Regions from separate parts of the Arabidopsis thaliana genome. Here region 1 is linked to region 2. A link is a contact called in public ChIA-PET data. All regions are on one chromosome and are shown on one strand. The core of a region is the stretch at or near the end of the contact, and the rest is flanking DNA. Distances in the headings are between cores, read along the strand shown. Region 1 holds the start of PAA2. Region 2 holds the start of AT2G05790 (O-Glycosyl hydrolases family 17 protein).

Region 1 (5,883 bases), core at 2,707-5,206, 35 kb before region 2:
AACATAGCAGTTGATGTTATGGATGAGGATCATGAACCAACATCTATTGAAGAGTGTACACAAAGAAGTGATTTGCCAGAATGGAATGAAGCAATAGATGCAGAATTAAAATTTCTTGCAAAGAGAGAAGTGTTTGGACCAGTAGTCTGTACACCCGAAAGTGTAAAACCAGTGGGACATAAATGGGTCTTTGTACGAAAGAAGAATGAAAACGGTGAAATTGTAAGGCATAAAGTCGCACAAGGATTCCCACAAAGACCCGGAATTGACTATGAAGAGACATACTCTCTTGTGGTGGATGCAACTACATTTTGGTTCCTTATTAGTCTAGCAGTAAAAGAAGGACTTGATTTATGTTTGATGGATGTAGTCACAACCTATTTATACGGTCCACTGAAAAATGACATTTATATGAAAATCCCAGAATGATTTAAAATGTCAGAAGCAGTACAATCAAATTCTCGAGAACAATACTGCATAAAATTAAATCGATCCCTTTATAAATTAAAACAATCATGGTGTATGTGGTATAATCGCCTTAGTGACTTGCTAAAAGAATATACAAAAAAAGACTATGTTAGTCCATGCATCTTTATAAACAGATTTGGGAAATGATTTGTTATAATTGTAGTTTATGTTGATGATTTAAATATTATGGGAACTTCTGCAGAGATCTCCTTCACAGTAGAATATTTAAAGAAAGAATTTGAGAAGAGAGATTTTGGAAAAACAAAATTTTGTTTGGGACTACAAATTGAACACCTAAATAATGTAATTCTGGTGCATCAAGAGACATATACAGAAAATGTTCTCAAAAGATTCTACATGGATGGAGCAGTCCCCTTGAGTAGCCCAATGGTTGTAAGGTCACTTGATGTGGATAAAGATCCATTATGTCCTCGGGAAAACAATGAAGGAGTTCTTAGTCCTGAAATATCATACTTAAGTGCAAGTTCATGTCCAACTCGAAGACATTGGAATGGAATTAAACATATACTTCGTTATCTCCAATGTAAGAAAGACATGAGTCTGCTTTTTCCTAACCAATTTAGAAGATTTAATTGGTTTTGCAGATGCAGGATACTTATCTGATCTCCATAAGGTTTTGCAGATGCAGGATATTTATCTGATCTCCATAATGGTAGATCGTAAACAGAATATGTCTTCACATGTATTGCTATTTATTGGCGTTCTATGAAGAAAACTGTTGCAGCCACATCTTCTAATCATTCAGAGATTTTAGCAATTCATGAAACTAGCCGCAAGATTTTTAGCGTGTATGGCTAAGATCCATAGTTACCATATACAAAAAGATTGTGGTATCTATGCAAGGAAAAAAGCTCCAACAATTATGTACAAAGACAATGCAGCATGCATCGCACAACTCAAAAACATATACATCAAAGGCGATAGAACAAAGGACATCTTACCAAAATTCTTCTTCACACGACCTTTTGAGTTTTATGCTCAACTATATCAGTATCGCAATCAAGGGTGGCAGAGAGTCGAGGGTAAGCTATAGCGTAGACTCTTTAACAAGCCTACGAATAAAGGAATTTCACCTCCAAAAAACGTTTCAGTCAAGCTCTGTTCATTGAGTTGGACTCGGACATCAAAATGCAGAGTTCCTTTAGGAGATTATGTTAAAGACCAAGTGTCCAGGTTTTGCAGATTTCCCAATTTTTGTAAATAACTTTCTTTGTTTTGCCTTTTAAAATTCAAAACCTTAAACCATCTCATTCGACCTTAATTTGACACCCTTACATGTAACTCCTATTAGGAGGAAGCAGATGATTCAAATGAAAACTACACGACTCATGACTAATGGAAACACGTTTCTCTGAAACGTGAATCATCTTAGATAGATTTAAAGCAAAAGAAAGAGATGCAAAGTCCCGACTGAATGTTCCAGTGAAAGTGATCAGTCACGTTCACTAATGGCCGTCAAGTGCTCGTCGATCTCCTCTGTTCTCAGGGAACGGAAGAGAGGGTCATCAGCTCTCACAACTCCCACCTGCCAACACAACAGTAGCCAGCATAAATATTTACATGCCTTTTCACAAAGCTTTAACAAAACTACATTTCCATTGGTTTCTCCTTCTTTATTCCTAACCACGATACAACTCTGGCTAACACGATTCGACTCTGGCCAACATATATACAAAATACTACTCTTGCCAACATTTATACAAAAAGGAGTACAGATAGTGGAGAATTGACACCTCAATTTCAGTTGCTTTGAAGTCTTCTTGAAGAACAGATTGGAGAGCGGATATAGCAGTCTACAAAAGTTGATAACTCAAAGTCAGATATAATGGTCTAGGTCTGTCACAGAATTTTGGTGTTTTGTGCGTTCCTACAGTTTCTAAACCTAATATAAAACAATAAAGCTTTTAAAGTGCAAGCAAATGAACATTGCAAATGATCAACCTGCTTCCGATCTAAAATAAAGAAGGATTGTCCATAATTACCTGTACTGTTTCATCATATGTGAAGGCAGGGTTTTCTTTCATTTTCTTCTCCAAGAAATTGACTGCTTCTTGTTCTTTCATACCAGCACTAGTTGCCTGCATCATATGTTTGCTAACTTATAAGTGGAGAAACTTTATATAGAAGCCTCTGATCCTATGGAACATATGTACCACGTATGTGACTACATCATATTTCACAGGTTTACAGTGTGTAGAACTTTTGGTTTCACCTCCATGGTCAACCAGTAACTCTTAAAAGCAGATAAGTTTCTCAGTACAGTATCTGGTTAGGCAAGTGCAATATAATGTTTCTTTCTTCCATGTTAGCAAAGGCAGTAGTCTATACGAATATGCATGTAAGAGGCAGAGGCTTATCTAATCATAACAAGTAGGTGGTATTACCTTGTGACCGTAAAAATGTCCAGCTGGGTCACACTTGTAAAGTAGAGGTCCTCTCTCTTCATCAATACCTAGAACCATGGCAACTTCACAAAGACAAAGAAAACAAGAATCAGGATAAAACCACCACACAAGTAAAATGTATAAATAGGGATTAGGGAAACTTGCCTACTCCAAGGGGTCTCATGTAAGCATGTTGTGTGTAAACCTGAGACTTATCTGCAATCCTGTCACAGCACAATAGTTCAGTATTAGTAACTTTCATAAGTGTAGAGAGACACATAGAGTCTGTAATTAATTACCATTTAGCAAGAATATCTGCAGGCATCTCATAACCATATTGGAACCTAAACTCAGCAGCCTCATTCCTAGCTTGTTGTACCAATGACCTTGAATCAGCTGCAACCCCAGAAAGATCAAAACATGACCATAATGAACAAGCATTGTGATGAGAAATACAAACCTGTCATGCCAGTGGCTAACAATCCAAGGTACTTGGTAACAGGGAAAAGGTGAGATACACTAGACTGATCCAAAAGCTTGTCCTGCCCACAAATCATTCATCAGATCCCTAATTCAAAACCCTCACTTGAACAAAAACCCTAAGGAGTCAAAAGAGGACTCACCGGAACTTTCTTCTGCGTAACGACGCATACTGAATCTTTCCCTCGGACACCGATCGATGTGATTCCAGCTGCTTTCACGGCTTTGAAAGCATACTCTACAAAATCCGTAACCAGTAATATCAATCTCCGAAGTTATAAATTAAAAAAACAAAAAAGATAGAGAAATTGATTACTGACCGACTTGGAAGAGACGACCTTCCGGTGAGAAAATAGTGATGTGACGATCGTAACCAGCGCCGCTTCCTCTGCTCATCTTCTTCTTCTCAGAGAAGAGAACAACTCTCTTCCGAAATCGGAGATGGAATTTTTGCTTCTGTGTGATCTGTAGAGAAAGATGTATTATAGAAGAAAGCTTTCTTTGTCTTCAAGACAGAACCCAAAAAAAAATAGTCAATCTCCCAAAATACCCTTGAAATAATAAGTTAAGATTACAATTATCTTCGAAAAAACTCTAAAATACTCCCTGGGGCTGCAACTTTACATTTCACGTTAAAAGAATGCAGAATAATTATATAAAATTAAAAAAATACACAATATAATTTTTTTTGATATTATTAAACTTTTAAATTTTGATAAATAATATATCAAATCAAAATTCTTGATATGAGTAGTTTAACTATTTATTTTTTAAAAAATTTCAAAAACAAATGTTTTTACGTTTACAATATGTAAAATTGTAAAAATTGACTATATTACGTATTATTTTAAATTTCATATAATTATTTTGTTTTTTTTGGACATAGAGTATAAAGTTGCAAAATTGGACGGAAATTTTTTTTGCACAAAATACTTTAATTAACTAACGCCGCAATGAGAAGACGCCCGATCTTGCAGGATCAAGAACGAACTGAAACGAAACAAGTAAAAGAAGAACATGCAAACGACCTCGCGGCGAAGACAACCATGTTTACATTTGTAGATGAATCTACTAGAGTACTTAAGAAAGCCAAGAGTGAATACAAAGGACATAGGAGGTCTCTATTGTTGACAATGCAGCGTCAAGATGTAATTGACAGGTATATGAAAAGAGATAATATACTTTGTTTAGCCAAACCTTCAGGTGAATAACTAACTCTTGTTTTTGATGGCACTATCAACAAGATAATCCTCCTCATAGTTGGATTTTCTCTCTTTGTCTTTGTTTTTGTGTAGGTTGTATCAAAATGTATATATCGGAATTCTGAAACTCTTAACGAATGGCTACTGCTGACGGTTGTTTCTAGATGTGTCAAATGGTCCGTCCAAAGACCATTGGGCGTGTCCGTACGGACAGTTTTTTTATGGGCCAAGTTGGACGGTTTGGTCCGAAAAATGTCCATGCCCAATAAAGACCATGTCCATATGGCAAGCCCATGGTTAGCCTATTTTATTATTGTTATTATTGATAAATCAAAAATCATAAATTTAAAGAAAAATTGAGAAATTGCATTTTTCCGTAAAAATTGTAGAAATCGAAGACTTGTCTTTTTTCGACAAAATGGTAAAATTGTGTTTTTCTTACCAATACAATAAAATCACGATTTTGACGAAAAAATTATGGAATTGCTTTTTTCGCCAAAACGGTAAAATCGTAAAATTATTTTTTTCACCGATACAAAAAAATAACGATTTAACCGCTAAAACCGTAAAATCGGAGAATTGTGTTTTCTCACTAAAACTGTAAAATTGTGTTTTTCGCCAATATAATAAAATCACGATTTTGGCTGGAAAATTGTGTTTTCCCGCCAAAACCGTAAAATCAGAGAATTGCGTTTTCCCGTCAAAACCGTAAAATTGTGTTCTCGCCAATATAATAAAATCACGATTTTGGTGGAAAATTTGCAGAATTACGTTTTTCCGTCAAAATCGTAAAATCGGAGAATTGTATTTTTCCCGTCAAAACCGTAAAATTTAAAAATTGCGTATTCCAGAAAATTGTGGAATACTATCTTTCCTTTAAAATCGTAAATAATTTAATAAGAAATAATTCATTAAAATTTAAAATTTTCAGAAAAGTAAAAACTTATAAATGTAAAATATATTATTTAAAAATTATTTAGTTGTAATTGTAATTAAAATTATAAAAATACAATTAAATGAAGACATGTCTATTGACTCAATTCATGCCCATGGGCAGCCCGTTGTCCATATGGTCAAGCCCATATTATCCGTGGACAAAACTGGTCATATGCCCAATTAGACCATTTGTTTTTTGGTCCAGAATATAGCTCGTCCATATGCATTTGGTCTAAAGTTCAGAATTATCAAAAAATTGATAAAGTCGAGGCATTTCGAATTGTTTGTTGACACAGAACAAGGAAAACCTCTGAAATTATTTCAATATTGACGGGTAGGAGAAACGGTATTCTTTTCTTAAACTTAAAAAAATAGAGAAATAAGAACCAAGT
Region 2 (6,744 bases), core at 2,371-4,870:
ACATGGTTGTGAAACTCTACATATGTCATCTTCGGGTTCATACACATGGTCATGGCATAACAATCCTTTGCAACCACAAATTCCCAAACGCCTTTGTCTGAATATTCCCACGAACCAGCTATAACATAGACATTTACGTCTTCCCTCTGTCACAGTAACATATAATTTTGTTACCATTGCAAATGAGGCTGCAAAGCTAAATTGCAAAATTTTATACTTCACGCCACTATATTGTGAATTTGGTTACCAACCAGAACACTATACAACTTACATTAACATATGAGTCTAAATACTGAATGAAAACCGTTAGATTATGTTACATATAGCAATTAGCATCCATAGCTTACACATTTAGTTCTACTTACTTCTACTTTTCAAACAACTATATAACATTGTAAATCCTTAAAACTGCAATTCGGCTACTTATTACAAACTACTAGACAATTATTCTTACATGTGGGTTCATAGCTCCCCAACGGAGTCGTTTAGCGTTTCCTCTTGCACAAGTAAATAATTCCCTCTCTAGCACAACTTTTCCGTAACGAAATTTTGCAGTGTTTGGAAAATTTCTCCTAACCAAAATCACAACATGAACAACACTTAAATATATCCCAAGTGTTGCCCAAGTGTTTGCAAGATTACCTACCCCCATCATTGCACACACATTCATATACAACCGTGCCAAATTTGAGGCCACTGAACGGCGAACAGTGATCGACGGTAACAGATTTCGGTATAAAAAATTTTGAAATAAAGCAAATCCCGCCCAAACTAATCTTCATGTCGCAGAGGGATAATATCGTCATTCCATGTTCCACAAAGTGCCTAATCTCAAAAGTCTATAGATAATGTGTCTTTTTAAAAATTTCCGATCCAAAATATGACTTATCCCGTAATAGCTCCTATAAGTATGTTTTTTATTTTTACCTCCAAAAAAGACTTTCTAACATAGGTATTTTCAAATTAAAATATAAACAAGACATTTTTCAGCGCGCACACACAAAACTCATCCTTCAAACTCCATCAAACCAACAATACCCTTCGGCCTTCCTAAGTTACAAGTGAATCTTTAAGATTATTGGGCCTCAACAATTTCTCGGCCCAATATCAACGAACAAGACTATGTTACAAGCTTACAAGTAGACACTACTTTATATAAATTCTCACCAAAAATATCTTCAACAAATTATAAGTAAAAGCTGTCATACACTTTACTTCTGTTCTTTTCGGAATTGGAATCCAGCTATACACTTATTTCCGAATTCAATATGACGACAATCTGAATATGAAACAAACATATTTAATTTCATTACCTAAATATCAAATATCAATAACATCGTCTAAGTTGGTATTAACAACACAACATTAAAAAGTCATTGTTACAAAAATTAACTAAAACTTCCCACCAAACAAAATACATCAAAAAACGAATATATTATATAGCAGAAATTAATCTAAACTTAAATCTTCTTCTTCCTTAATATCCTGTCGGAAACTCGCATCTTCCATACTCTGCATATTCAAACCAATCAGCTTCTTAATTAGATTCATAAAACACACTTTAAAATATCTAATCAAACCCCAAAAAAAATATCATAGGATTCTCTTTAACACCAAGATGACGTAAACCCACGTCACATTAAACACTAGTGATCTATGTTCACGTGGGAACATTTGACCTCTGTCGTGTCGTCCACACAAAATTTAACCACACATACACTACCCTAAAAATACGCTACCCTAATCAGCGTAGTTTAGCATGAAAAGCCCCACACCAACTCTTAACATGCGCCACACACAAAAAAAAAGTTATACTTACTCGGTGGTTGGCTAACGACGTAAGCGGCGCCGCCGAAGTAACAACTCCCACCGGCACGACCCTTCTTCTGGTAATAACTATTGAAAGCAAACGAAGCGTGAGCCTCAAGTGTATCAGGACTATAACAGTTAGCACCAGGTTGAATAGGACGACAATCAGCACCACCTTCACCACAAGCATAATCTAAACCACCTTGTAACCTTTCTTCACCAGCATCACCATTAGCTACACACCAAGTATAACCATTCAAACTCTTCGACACGCCTCCACTCATCGGAGGCTTTGTAACCTGATCTCCTCCAGTGACCGGAGTATGACCACCGTCACGGTAATGTTTCAACCCCTCTGTTGTGAAAGGAATGTCGTAGACTTTCTTCTCATCAGGGAAGAAGAGACCATAGTTTCTCTCCGACGTTGGACCTAACTTCTTGTTCTCGTTGAACAGAGCGAAAAGATAGACCGTTAGATCTGCTTTAGGACGTAACGGTGTACCTCCACGTGTCAAGATCCGACGGATTAAGTTTCCGTTGTAAGAAGCTGCGTTAGCTAGAGTAGCTCCGACTTCATTCTCATCTCCTTTCGACGGCCAACCAGTTTCCGTGACAATGATTTCGATATCATCGTACTTTAAAGCCGACATTGCTGCGAAAACGGCGTCGATTTGAGCGTCGAAGAGATTAAAGTATCTCAAACCATTACCAGAATCAACCATTCCTGGATTCTCTCTAAGCAAAGCATAATCTAAAGGAATGACGTCAGAGTTTCCTTCATAAGCAAAGAAAGGATAGACATTGATCATAAGTCTTGAACCAGTTTCACGTAAGAAGTCAAGCATTGGTTTGATAACAGAGTCAATAAGTTCTGGTCGGAAAGAACCGGAGGAAGAAGGGTAAGAGTTTTGAAGAGCGCTTAAAGCAAGAGGAGAAGAGATTTTAATGTCGGAGTGGAGATTGAAACTCATAAGAGCTTTGTGAATGTTTCTCATTGCAGGGATCAAGAAGCTTGTAGTGTTGTGTGTATCAACGAAGACTTCGTTACCAACAGCTATTGATTCGATCTGTGTTGAAGGATGATAAGCTGCTACGTTGCGTTTGACCCATGAGACGGCGAAGGAAGTTCTTTTGGCGGCGGAGAAGAGTAACTCGTTGGGGAGATCTACGGTGACTTTGATTCCAGATCCGGATAATGCTTTGAGAACTGATGGGTCTGCGTCGAAGATTTTGACTCGCGTGATTCCTTGGGATTTTAGTAGTTGGACTACTTTGAATGCGGAGGGGAGTTCGTCGGAGATTCGGCCGTAGTTTACTCCGATGGAACCAGCATCTGTTAAGAAAGAAAAAAAAGACAGAACATAATAAGAACAGAGTTATACAAAAAAAGACAGAACATAATAAGAACAGAGTTATGAGAATGTGGTTTTGAAATGTAATGTTGTTGTTACCTGAGAGTGAAAATGGTGAGAGGAGGAGGAGGAGGAAGATGAGTGGTGTGAGGAGATCCATACTCAGCTTCTTGTGGAGAAGAGAGATGGAGAGAGAGATGAAGATTTGAAGGAGACACAGAGAAAGAGAGAGTGGTGTTGTGGAGAGTGGTAAAGAAGACTGGGTCTTATTATTATCCAGAAGAAATTAATAAGTGAATAATTGATTAGGTACTTATTTTAGTATTGAGATTTTTTTTTTTTCACATGTGACATGTCAAATAATGTGTATCATCTTTCTCCATTATCCCATATTTTCACATGTTGTTGCAGTTTGTATATATGCTTAGAGTTTACAGGTAATCATGAGTGGAATTGATGGGGTTTTTATGGATCTGAATCATTTTTTTTTTTTAGTTGTTCAAACTAAACTAATTGATAGATAGATTATTTGTTTACTACTCTTTGTTTAGAGAGAATGATATTGTTTATGAGTAAAGTTCATTTCTGATTATTTTATTATTGGTAGCAGTATGTAGATAATAGTGTAGCTGTGTTTAGATAATAGTGTGATGGTCATGAAATTTCTTCTAGATTCTTTTAAGTTTTAGTCATTTGTTCATATCAATGAGTATATGACTATGAATAAGTTCAAAAATAAATAAGTAAAACAATAATAGAGGTAACATTGCACGCCGACCCCACCAAGTTTGGGTTAAAAAAAACAAAAACCTATATTTGCTGGCTTTTCTCTAACTGTAGAAAAAACCAAAACCAAGATTAAAACTTAATTTTTAGGTGTTTTATAAAACATATAACTTTATTATTAATCCAAAATGCAAGTTGGAATAAGAAAAAAAATGAGTCAATCACTTAAATTAATTCATAATTTAGTGTCAATTTATCACTTTTTTTTTTTGATAACATATATACAAGTAAAAGATAAAAGTATTTTTATTTCTTGTAGACTTTGGTTGAGAAGACAAATGTTAGTTGTGTAAAAATGTCTAAAGATTCCTGACGATAGCTACACAAAATTTAAGAAATAATAGTAGACTTTGAATTTGCTTAATTTTGAAGGGATCGAGAAAGTGAGCAAAAAAGAGTGGCACCCACATGACAGAAAATGAGCCGTTTGCGGACCACGATGCCTCATGCCTTGGACTCACGTAGTCTCACTGTTCATAAAGGGCCCATTAACCTCATTGCTCTTGTCTCCTTCCACACGTGTGTGCTCGTGCGGTCGTGCCTGTACTGTTAGTGTGAATGAAGGCTATTAATAAATGGTTACACCATAGCCTCTCTTTTTTTTTTTCGACAATAAAGCCTTTTTTTTTGGGGCAAAAAGAAACTCTGCTAAAAAAACACTTATTTCTACTACGGAAACAAAATGAGTAAAGAAATCGTCATTTGTTGGCAAGTAAGTTAATTACTTTTAATAGTTGTGGTATAATATATTTTTTTTTGAAAAAAATGTCAAAAAAATTGAAACTTTTAGTAAATTTTTAAATGAAAAATGAAAAAAAATATGAACTTTCAAGGGAAAATAGTCAATTAAATCTATAAGTATTTATAATTGACAAATTTATTCTGTAAATATCATGTATACACAATAATTCCTCAATTTAATATTGACGTCATAATTTAAGACATAAATTAGTCAACGTTTAACACTTTAACAAAAGCGTTAGATATGTTTTATTTAAACCTACTCATTCCGTTTCATAATATAAGTTGTTTTGGATCAAATTTTTTGTATCACAATTTAAGTTGTTTTCTAGTTTTTATGCAAATTATATATTATTTTAATATTTTATGATTATTTATATTATGCTGTTTCTTCTATGATTATCTGAACTTTTTAAAAGTAAATATTCTTAATCTGCATGTTTTTAGCTAAAACAACTTATATTGTGAAACGGAGGGAGTATCGAACTAACAAAAAATTATTTCTACTACGGAAACAAAATGAGTAAAGAAATGGTCATGCAAGTAGGTTAGTTACTCGTAATAGTTGTGGTATAATATCTTTTTTTGAAAAAATGTTGAAAAAATTGAAACTTTTAGTAAACTTTTAAATTAGGAATGAAAAAAATTTGAGCTTTCAAAGTTAAAATGGTCAATTAAATCTACAAGTATTTATAATTGACAAATTTATTCTCCAAATATCATGTATACACAATAAATTAGTCAACGTTTAACATTTTAACAAAAGCGTTATATATGTATTATTAAAACCTACTCCCTCCATTTTATAATATAAATTGTCTTAGACCAAATTTTTTGTTTCACAATATAAGTTGTTTTCAAATTTCTATGTAAATTATATATTATTTTAATATTTTACGATTATTTCTATTATCCAGTTTTTTTATTGACTGAACTTTTTAAAAGTAAATATTCTTAATCTGCATGTTTTTAGCTAAAACAACTTATATTGTGAAACGGAGGGAGTATCAAACTAAAAAAAATCGCAAATCCCAGTTTTCTCCCAAATTGAACACAAACCCCTAGGTGATTTTCTAACAAAATCAAAACAAAGAGAAATTAATTTCACATAGCCTCCATGAACAGAAAATGACTCAAGCTTCCAATTCGAAGGCAATCTGAAATCCAAACGAAAGCCATTGTTGAAGATGAGAGATTGGAAACTGAAATTGAAGACGAAGGAGATGAATCATCTCACGATTCTTGTGTAAACGAAGATGATTGCCCAGTTATTGTTGAAGATAACAGAGGATATATAGAGGTAGAGATAGATCCAGCTGAAAAAGAAAGATTTTGGGCTTGATGCTAGTGTAGATGCAACTAGTATTGACTCTGACAGCAACGGGGATGATATTTGGGACGACAAGAAGATACCAGATCCATTATCATTATCAGATGATGAAGAAGAGAAAGTAGAAAGACCATTCACTTTTAGAGAGAGTTGTGATGATCTATTAGCATTGCATAAGACATTCAACAATGCAGATGAAATCAAGAATGCACTATTGAGGTATTCACTTAAAACTCAATACGATATCAAAATGTACAAGTCATCGTCAAATAGGCTTGGGGCAAAGTGCACACAACACATCAAAGAAAAATGTCAATGGAGAGTGTATTGCTCATTTGAGAAGAGGAAAAATAAGTTAATGATATGGATCTTTCAGAATGAGCATATTTGTGTAAGGTCTGGTAACACAAAGCTTTTGACGAGTGGAACTATTGTGCAACTTTACGAGGAAAGGCTTAGTGTGAATCTGAAGATAAAATCTCAGGAAATGGTAGATGAAATTAAGAGGGGGTACAATATGATTGTTAGTGTGCATCAGTGAGCAAAGAGGTTGCTAAAAGCTAAAAGAAAAGCAAGTCATGAATCTCATTTTGCTAGAATATGGGATTATCAAGAAGAGATACGTATATCTAATGATGGTACAACGATGGAGATTGAGACGATTCCTGGGCCAAATCCTGAAAGCTTGCAAAGATACTACTGTCTCTATGTATGTTTTGAAGCTTT

Evidence for each region. ChIA-PET counts read pairs in DNA pulled down with a chosen protein or histone mark.
Region 1: an H3K4me3 ChIA-PET map of shoot shows a contact between it and region 2, with 13 read pairs. The contact joins the promoter of PAA2 here to the promoter of AT2G05790 in region 2. A contact is called at or near these places in 14 of 26 Hi-C or Micro-C datasets (callus, cotyledon, leaf and 4 more), 1 of 2 datasets of contacts at active chromatin or transcription factors (shoot) and 1 of 3 other capture datasets (seedling).

Annotation. Positions count from the first base shown.
Region 1 is chr2:2,232,092-2,237,974 of TAIR10.1, reverse strand. PAA2 reads right to left here and starts at 3,956. Exons shown (of 9, transcript NM_126597.4): 1 at 3,674-3,956; 2 at 3,497-3,591; 3 at 3,334-3,415; 4 at 3,173-3,269; 5 at 3,039-3,097; 6 at 2,874-2,956; 7 at 2,472-2,567; 8 at 2,223-2,282; 9 at 1,505-2,014. The coding sequence starts at 3,749. The coding sequence ends at 1,922. AT2G05830 (NagB/RpiA/CoA transferase-like superfamily protein) reads right to left here. Exons shown (of 8, transcript NM_201699.2): 8 at 5,826-5,883. It also overlaps the pseudogene AT2G05845.
Region 2 is chr2:2,196,027-2,202,770 of TAIR10.1, reverse strand. AT2G05790 (O-Glycosyl hydrolases family 17 protein) reads right to left here and starts at 3,620. Exons shown (of 3, transcript NM_126593.5): 1 at 3,261-3,620; 2 at 1,820-3,142; 3 at 1,168-1,512. The coding sequence starts at 3,321. The coding sequence ends at 1,478. AT2G05786 reads left to right here and starts at 4,366. Exons shown (of 1, transcript NM_001124807.1): 1 at 4,366-4,500. The coding sequence starts at 4,366. The coding sequence ends at 4,500. It also overlaps the pseudogene AT2G05780 and the pseudogene AT2G05800.